Linked DNA regions of Mus musculus: region 1 is linked to region 2. A link is a contact called in public Hi-C data. All regions are on one chromosome and are shown on one strand. Each heading gives the region's core, a stretch centred on a gene start, on an enhancer-like site or on the middle of the called end of the contact. The rest is flanking DNA. Distances are from core to core; before and after follow the strand shown. Region 1 holds the start of F730043M19Rik (RIKEN cDNA F730043M19 gene). Region 2 holds the start of Ifrd1 (interferon-related developmental regulator 1).

Evidence for each region. A called contact is a pair of places that touch in the nucleus more often than the background predicts.
Region 1: a contact with region 2 is called in a Hi-C map of CD4 T cells, with 5 times the contacts expected there. The contact joins the promoter of F730043M19Rik here to the promoter of Ifrd1 in region 2.

What each region holds. Positions count from the first base shown.
Region 1 is chr12:33,145,898-33,149,546 of GRCm38.p6, forward strand. It overlaps F730043M19Rik (RIKEN cDNA F730043M19 gene), which reads right to left and starts at 1,689. Exons shown (of 6, transcript NR_015602.3): 1 at 1,235-1,689. Atxn7l1 (ataxin 7-like 1) reads left to right here and starts at 1,074. Exons shown (of 11, transcript NM_001374022.1): 1 at 1,074-2,018; 2 at 2,536-2,604. The coding sequence starts at 1,838.
Region 2 is chr12:40,220,912-40,224,875 of GRCm38.p6, forward strand. Ifrd1 (interferon-related developmental regulator 1) reads right to left here and starts at 2,278. Exons shown (of 12, transcript NM_013562.2): 1 at 1,958-2,278. The coding sequence starts at 2,045. Mir1938 (microRNA 1938) reads right to left here and starts at 1,900; the gene lies at 1,801-1,900. It overlaps Gm7008 (predicted gene 7008), which reads left to right and starts at 2,453. Exons shown (of 3, transcript NR_045157.1): 1 at 2,453-2,642; 2 at 3,758-3,811.

The DNA of each region.
Region 1 (3,649 bases), core at 439-2,938, 7.1 Mb before region 2:
CTAGCTCCCAATGATGGTCCTAGTAGGACACAAGACGTTACACAGCTAAGCCACACCATCGACCCACATATGCTTACATTCACCCAAGGTTCTGCATGGTCCCCTTTTCTAGGCAAGACCAGACCTCAGCTTACTATAAGATCTTCCCAATTTCTAATATGCAGAGCAGATTCCGTTTTCTTGGTGACACATTTTTTCTGAACACTCTTAGCTCATTTCAACTTCCGCCAAGGAACTGGCCCTGCCGTGAAAGTCCATACCCTTGCCACACTGGTCTGGGGTCACTGTACACATGCCTAGCTTCCCTGAAGAGCTAAGCATGATCGTTCTCCAGCTGCAGCTCTGTGAAGACCAGGATGGATCTCCCTCTCTCTCTGACCCTGGGCAACCGGTCCATGAGAAACAATGTTATTTAAAAAGATGCATGGGTGAAGTAATGTCAGGTACAGCGCCTGGCTCATCTAAGATGTCAAGGTCTGAGAAATATTTCCCAAACCACAAGTATTTAAAGTAAGGTAATTCCTTACCCACTGGCACCTTAGTTAGGTAGCAATTCATCCAAACCTGAGAATTATCCATGTCCCATAGAGGCAGGCCCACTCGCGCACACACATCACAGCTGAAAACAAGCCTCCAGAGGTTCCTTCCCCGCCCCCATCCTAATGCAGGTTTTGAGGTTCATGGTGCTGAGTGCCAGGACATTCCAGCCCCACCAGAATACAGCCCAGAATTAAGCAACGCTTCAGTGTGGAGCAGAAGGGCTCCCGGGGACAGCAGTGGTAAGAATGGAAGGATGCTTCACAAATAGAAAAGTTATTGATTACGGGGGTAAGGGTGTCTTTACAGTTTAGGGAATTCCTAGTAAGCAAACAATTCTAAAGAGGTAACAGAAGGTTAAGGTCTCATTTACCAGCCCCTAGGGTCAGAAGAGACATCTCAAAGCGCCACGCGTCTACACACCTGGCAGTCAGGTTCTCCGGTGATGCGAAGTCCTCTGGCCAACCTGCTTGCTCTGTGCAAGTGCTGGGTCTGAGGGAGGGGCTTAGCATCACCCAAGAGCCTTGAGCTCGCTCAGTCTCTGGTGTGCGCGGAGCAAAGTCTCCGCAGTGGCTCTACCAGCTGGGACACACAACCATCGCACAGATCCCCGGGAACGCCAGAGACAAAATGATTTTGGAATTTTGCCTGCTATGAAACCAAGGATGGGATGATCACTCCCCTTGCCCCCACTCACCGGTTTCTCGGAGTTATGTCCATTTCCCCTTTGCTTCTGACTCCTGAAGGCATCTGCGAAGAGACCGGATTCCAAGGCTCACCGAGAGAGGAGACAGGGTGAAGTGGATGGTAGCTGGGAGGTGTACTCTCTAGAGTCCCTGCTCTACCCTGAGGGATAAGGATGGAGGGGTGCAAAACAGCCGATTTCGTTCCCACTAAGCCTCCGGGATCCTTCTGGGACGTCGCATGGTGGGTGACTGGGACTCTGGGAGGAAGAGACTTGCAGCGAGCAAAACTTTCGGTCCTCCAGCGGCGACTGGACGAAAGAACCTGTGCTTCTTCCCGGGGTCGCGCCAGGGTTGCTGGCTGGACAGGGCGGCGGGGCGCAGCATCCTGGCGCGAGGCGACCCTGCCCGGCTGAACCGGCGGCGCACTCAGGCTCTGCTCTCAGCCTGCCGGACTCCGCGCTCTCCCGAGCCCCGCGCACACGGCGCCTCTCTGGCGCCCCCAGCGGCTGCACGCAGCACAGCAGGGCCGGGCAGGGCCGAGCGCGCCCCGCCTCCCGCCTCCTCCGCCGCCCTCCTCCCCCTCTCAGAACACTCAATGTCGGAACGTTCCGAAGATGACGTCGGAGCGTTCTCGAATCCCGTGTCTCTCGGCTGCTGCTGCCGAAGGAACAGGGAAAAAGCAACAAGAAGGAACAGCAATGGCGACACTGCACCGCAAAGTGCCCAGTCCGGAGGCGTTTCTGGGCAAACCCTGGTCCTCCTGGATCGACGCCGCCAAATTACACTGCTCCGACAGTAAGAACCCCACCGCCTGTACCTCCTTTTATTATCCTGTAACCTTTCCATTCACCTAGAGCCACTGGGAAAAAGTGTGTGTGTGAGAGAGAGTGGCCCCCGGCGTCCTCCATGCTTCTCTCTCTCTCTCTAAATAAATACACACAGACACAGACCATCAGAGCACAGAGAGGCCCGGCTGCCAGCAAAGCTGTCTGTCTGTCTGTGCCTGGCTCTCCGGGGCAGGCAGCCTGCGGGGTGGGCTTTCGCAGCCCCACGGTGGTGTCTGTTTAAAAGGCGACTCTGTTGCTGCTTGCATAGTTTTTTTTTTCCTTTCCTTTTTTGGGGGTACCTATCTGGGCCAGGTAGATGGAAAGCCAGACTCGGGAGAAAATGTTGCATTGTCAAATTTTGCAAGATTTTCAGATACAGTATTTAGATCGATCTGTTTGTCAATAAACACTCTCCCTCCCCCCTTGACTTTGGCATCCCCCCTTTTTTCCTCATTTTCTTTTTTCCTTTTCTTTTTCATCTGCAGATGTAGATTTAGAAGAGGCTGGAAAAGAGGGTGGCAAAAGCAGGGAGGTTATGAGGCTTAATAAAGAAGGTAAGTGGAGCTCTTGGCATGTTAGTGTTAGCTTGTGTGGCAGAGTCTTCACAGGCTTTGGAATATAATGTGAATTGTTCTGTTGGGTACAGAGTGACTAAGGCTTGTCAGAAATTGAGCACGCCCAGGTGACTACTGCTTCACTGTTAACTTCCTTCTTCGAAGTATAAATACAACTTGGGGGGGGGGTCTTTCAGTGTGGGGGAGGCTGTGGAAGGCAGAAGTTTACTGCACTCCGCTGGAGTCCACATTGGTCTCTGCCATTCTCCTTGGAGCACCATTGGCCAATGGTGGTGGTGGGGTTTGAAATCCCTGAGTGAGGAGGCATGGGGCTCCCTTCACAAGCATTCCAGCCTCCCTTGTATGTAAATTCACAAGTTTTAATGAACCCCACATGGTCGGTCATTCCGGCAGCTTCTCCACTCTCACTGAAAACCGTTGCACATGGCAAGCCTTGGCTGCAAGTAGCATTTTGTTACTTGTTGCTGGTCACGGTCACAGACTGTAGGCAGTGACCAGGGTTAGGGGTTATCAATATGTGCAGATCTTTGGCCTGCACTCTGACCCCTCCCCCCACAAATCTGTGCTTCCCAGCATGAAAATATGATACCTGAAAGGGGACACATTGAACAGACAATGACCCCAGATCTGGCATGTGAGTGAAGCCATTATGTCAGGCCTGGGCACACCATACACCTTTGGTTGTTGTAAATCAGTGATCCTTGTTTGCAAGCCTGCCATTGGTCACTCTGGCCTCTGGCTTCAAATGGAGCCACACTGGAGGACCTACTTTGTGCTTAAAGAAAGGATGGGTTCGTTTGAATTGTGATGCACTATCTGGAGTCTTGTATGGAGAACTGGCCGAAATTGGTGGTGGGAAGGAGTCATGGAGGGGCCAGAGGAATTGATGGGGGTTGTCAAAAAAGTTCAGACGTAACTTGACAGTAGGAGCATTTTCTCATCCGCGGCGAGTGGAGAAAAGCCATTCGAGTCTGCAGCCTAGTCCACTGGTGAAAGGGGGTGTTGCCCGCAGAGGTGGATGAGA
Region 2 (3,964 bases), core at 1,028-3,527:
ATCAATTTTCTTGGTTTCCTACAACTCTCCAATTACTTACAAAGAATATAAATAAAAATCCAAGACCCTAGAGATTCACTTAAATCAGATTTATTCTCCCTGTCATCCAAACTTCAATAGAAAAAGTGGTTTCTAAGTAAAATTTTTGCTAACTTCCTTTCGGACTCAACTATTTAGGAAGTAAAACACACGTGGCTCAAGTAGAAAATTACAGAAAAGCATTCTCATCCAGTCCCACTTGCTAGAGGTAGCTTTTATGGTAACAATATCAAAGCTTGCAGTTTCAACAACCAAATCAATTACTTTCCTTTTATAGATGCTTCAAGTGTTTACATTACATATGCTAAAATGCAGTGTTTAAACTCGTATCTTTTCTATGAAAAAGAATTTAAAAGACAGCACTGATGCAGTCTGAGGGCAGGTCAATACACCTTGAGGCAAAATGTGTCTGTCCTAAGAAAAGAACAATACTTGTCAGGAAACTACAGAAAGGAAGGGTGTCTGTGAGGTGGAGACCTCTGTTAACATCTGTTTCCAAATTGTCAGTGTTTCTCCATTGTTTTCATCTTTTTAAAATGAAAACTTTAATAAGACTAGTAAGACTTTATGAAAGAACTCCGGTATTTATTCAGGAGGGAAAGCTTAAACAGAAGTAGCAGGAGCCTTGATTCAACCACAACTAGGTTACATGAACAGTATTTCATAACTTCACAATGAATTTCACCACGCATTCAGGAGAAAGGGAAAAAATATCTAAAGATACATTTCTATTTGTAATAGTCCATACCCAGCCAGTTATCACCTAACACATGATCAAGAGCTTTCAGCTCTCCAGACCCTGGAGGAAAACTTTTGCATTGCCAGTCTCCAATATTTAACATGAAAACTGGTCATTTACTTTTCTAATATCATTCGAATGATCAAAGAGTAGTAGCTAGGTCAACAAATACCTAATGGCTATTATCTTGGTGTGGAACGACTGGGGGCATTCCAATATTCAACTCCATAATCTTAACAATTACTTAGTGAGATGACTACCCATTTCAATACTACTCGACTTATGTCTTGTGTGCAGTCTTGTAGAAGGGACCTTCGGCTGCAATCATTTTTTTTTCTTCTCAACCATATGTTAAGAGAATCGTACATTCAGTTCAGCAATTAACCATCCAGAAAAAGCTTTGTCTTAGCATGGAAGGAAAAAAAAAAAAAACTTATCCCTAACTTTCCAGCCAATTGCAACCTCGGCTTCTCACCACCTCTTATCACTGCATGGAACCTATAGAATGCAGCACAAAGGAGAACGCGGTCGCTAGGCTGGCAGCACAAGGGCTGCGGGGGCTCCCGGTTTCTGCAGGTACCGGGTTAGGAGTGGAAGCCACGCTAAGGGTGGGGCGGTGGCCATGGCTTCCGACGCCTCTACCCCGCCTTAGAGGACCTGCGAGACGCGCAGGAAAACAGCGGGATGGAAGCCACTCGTGCCTCTGCGTCACCCTGGCCCCATCACGCAAAGCTCAGGCCTCGTGACGCAAAAGCCGGTCCAAGCCCGCTGGACGTTTGACACTCCCGAGAACTCCATGTTGGAGGGAGCGCCACAGGCAGCGCAACAGCGGCAAGCCACCGGCGCTCCGCCCCATCTCTAGCTCGATAAAGAACCGGACAGCAGGCAGCGACGTCTAGGAAGAACGCCAAGTCCTGGTCACCCTTATTCTGACTCTCCCTCCGGCCCAAGGTCCCAGTTCTCCCCGCCCCCAGGGCCGGAGCTCCAGCACTGCTCCCGCGTGCCAGCTCAAGAAGCGCGAGTCCCAGGGCATGATGGGAACTGCAGTTCAGCCGTACCACGCGCTATGCAGACTTGGGCGTCCGAAGCGAAGACCGAACTACAAGTCCCACCGCGCCCCAGGCCGGGGTCTCCCGTTCGGCCGGCCAGCCGGCTCCCGGGCGTGGGGACACCCCTCACCTGCCGTGGCCGCCGACGTCGCTGCCCCGGAGCCGCCGCCACCCCCGCCACCGCGGTGGGGAGCGTTCCGCTTCTTGTTCTTCGGCATCGTGGGCCGCCCGGTGCCGCCTACACTTGGAGCTCAGCGAGGATCAGCCGATGGAGCTGCACTGTCTACTCGTGCGTCTGTGCGGCGGGCGGCTGAGAGGCGAGTCTCGGGCTAACAAGAGAGGCGAGGAGCGGCGCGGGTGAGAAGCGGCAGCAGCAGCAGCAGAAATCCCCGTGAAGAGCTGCGAGCGGAAACGATACATGTTTCTCTCTAGCGCGGGAGCGAAGGCGGGGTGGCCAGACCACGACGCCTTAAGTAGCCAGACGGCGGCTTGTCGTCACCATGCGTGGGCGGGCCTCCATCGCTCGCTGGCCAATCGCTGCAGATCTCCCCACCGCGGCGTCCACTGGGGCGGTGCCTGCATTCGGACTCCCATTCCCAGAGCCTCAGTCTGCCCTCGGTGCCTGGGCTGCTATGCCTTAGGGCCGCGTGGAGCTTTGGGAGATGTAGTTAGCGAGAGGGCGCGGCCTTCTCCGGGCTCCTCCCAGTCCGATTGCGTCGTGACCTCGTCCCAACGAGGCGTCCGCCCTGGAATTCACCCGGGTAGTCACCGCGATGAGCCATGCGGCAGTTATGCAGCTTGATGAACGTCAGCTTGTAAGATCACGTGTAACAACCTTTCCCCTGCTAATATGAGGCCCCTGTCCAAGCACAACCATACCCTCCTGTGGGTTTAGGGACGTGGGCTCCCCACCCTCCAAAAAAAGTATGCTTTCAGCTACTTCAACTTGTATTGTTCGTGGACCTCATATTCTAGACTAATATCTCAAATAACGAGACTGATGATTCAGTCTCAGATTTTCTTACAAAGATGTGACCTTGATTCCACCTGCCAGTTTGGAGGTCAGTTTGGGATAAGAGTTTATGAGAAGTTCGCAGCTGGCAAAACATACATGAGTTATATCAACAGTCGCAAAGGGGTTTATTTTCTCAAGGTGCTCCCGTTGATCTGTTTTCCGTGTCGCAACACCCAGTCCTGTTTTCAGGAGCTGCTAGTAGGTTCCTATACTGTCCATATGACAGAACAAACTCACTGACTCGTGCAAGTGACTCACTCTGCACTCCACCTCTCACCTCGGCTTCATTCTATTTCAAGTGATGATAGTAAGTCTTTCTCCGTCTTAATGTCCCTCTTGTACCTTAAGCCAACTTAAATTTTTCTCTCCTTTTCTTTACTGCCATATTCTTAATAGTTAATATATTATCTTCCCCCATATTCTGTAATTTATTCACCGTAATTTATTCAGTTTGTTCATAGTGCCCCCCCCCCAGCAATTGATTTTAAAATGAAACTCAGGGCTGTATCTTGATCTCTAGCCATACATAGCTTCAGTTCATACCAGGTCACCCATTTCAATGTTTCATGCCCAGGAAGGCTGATTATTTACTCAAGTGTCTTGTTTGACTAATCCACCTATGTTTATAGTTGTTCCAGAACCTCACAGACTGCCAGTCCTCCTAACCTAGCCTCTCTCACTGCTTTCTAGATATCTTGTTCTTCTCCTGAACTCAACTGGTCTTCGTTTCCAGTACAGGGCTCTTTTTGTTACTTTGACTTCATTGTTCATGAATGCCCTAACCCACCCCCCATCTTCATCTTAAGAATTATCTCTGTCTATCAAGACCAGCTCAAACACTATCACCTTCACGAAGCTTCGTCCTCACAAGTCTTTGACTTGGTAACGCTCTGCTGCCACTCTCTGTTCCTACAGATCGATCACAGATGGACTGTTCACAAAGATTCGATTGGAAGAGCAACGTTCAAGGTTTGCTTTACTCTGTGTTCTCTTGAAGAACAAGTAAACTGCACAGAGCATGGCTACCAAACTGGGACGCAGACATGGACACAGGCCCCCACTGAGTCCCTTGTGTCTGGACAGGCACACCTGAAATCTGACATGAAGTGAGGGTTCTCAGTA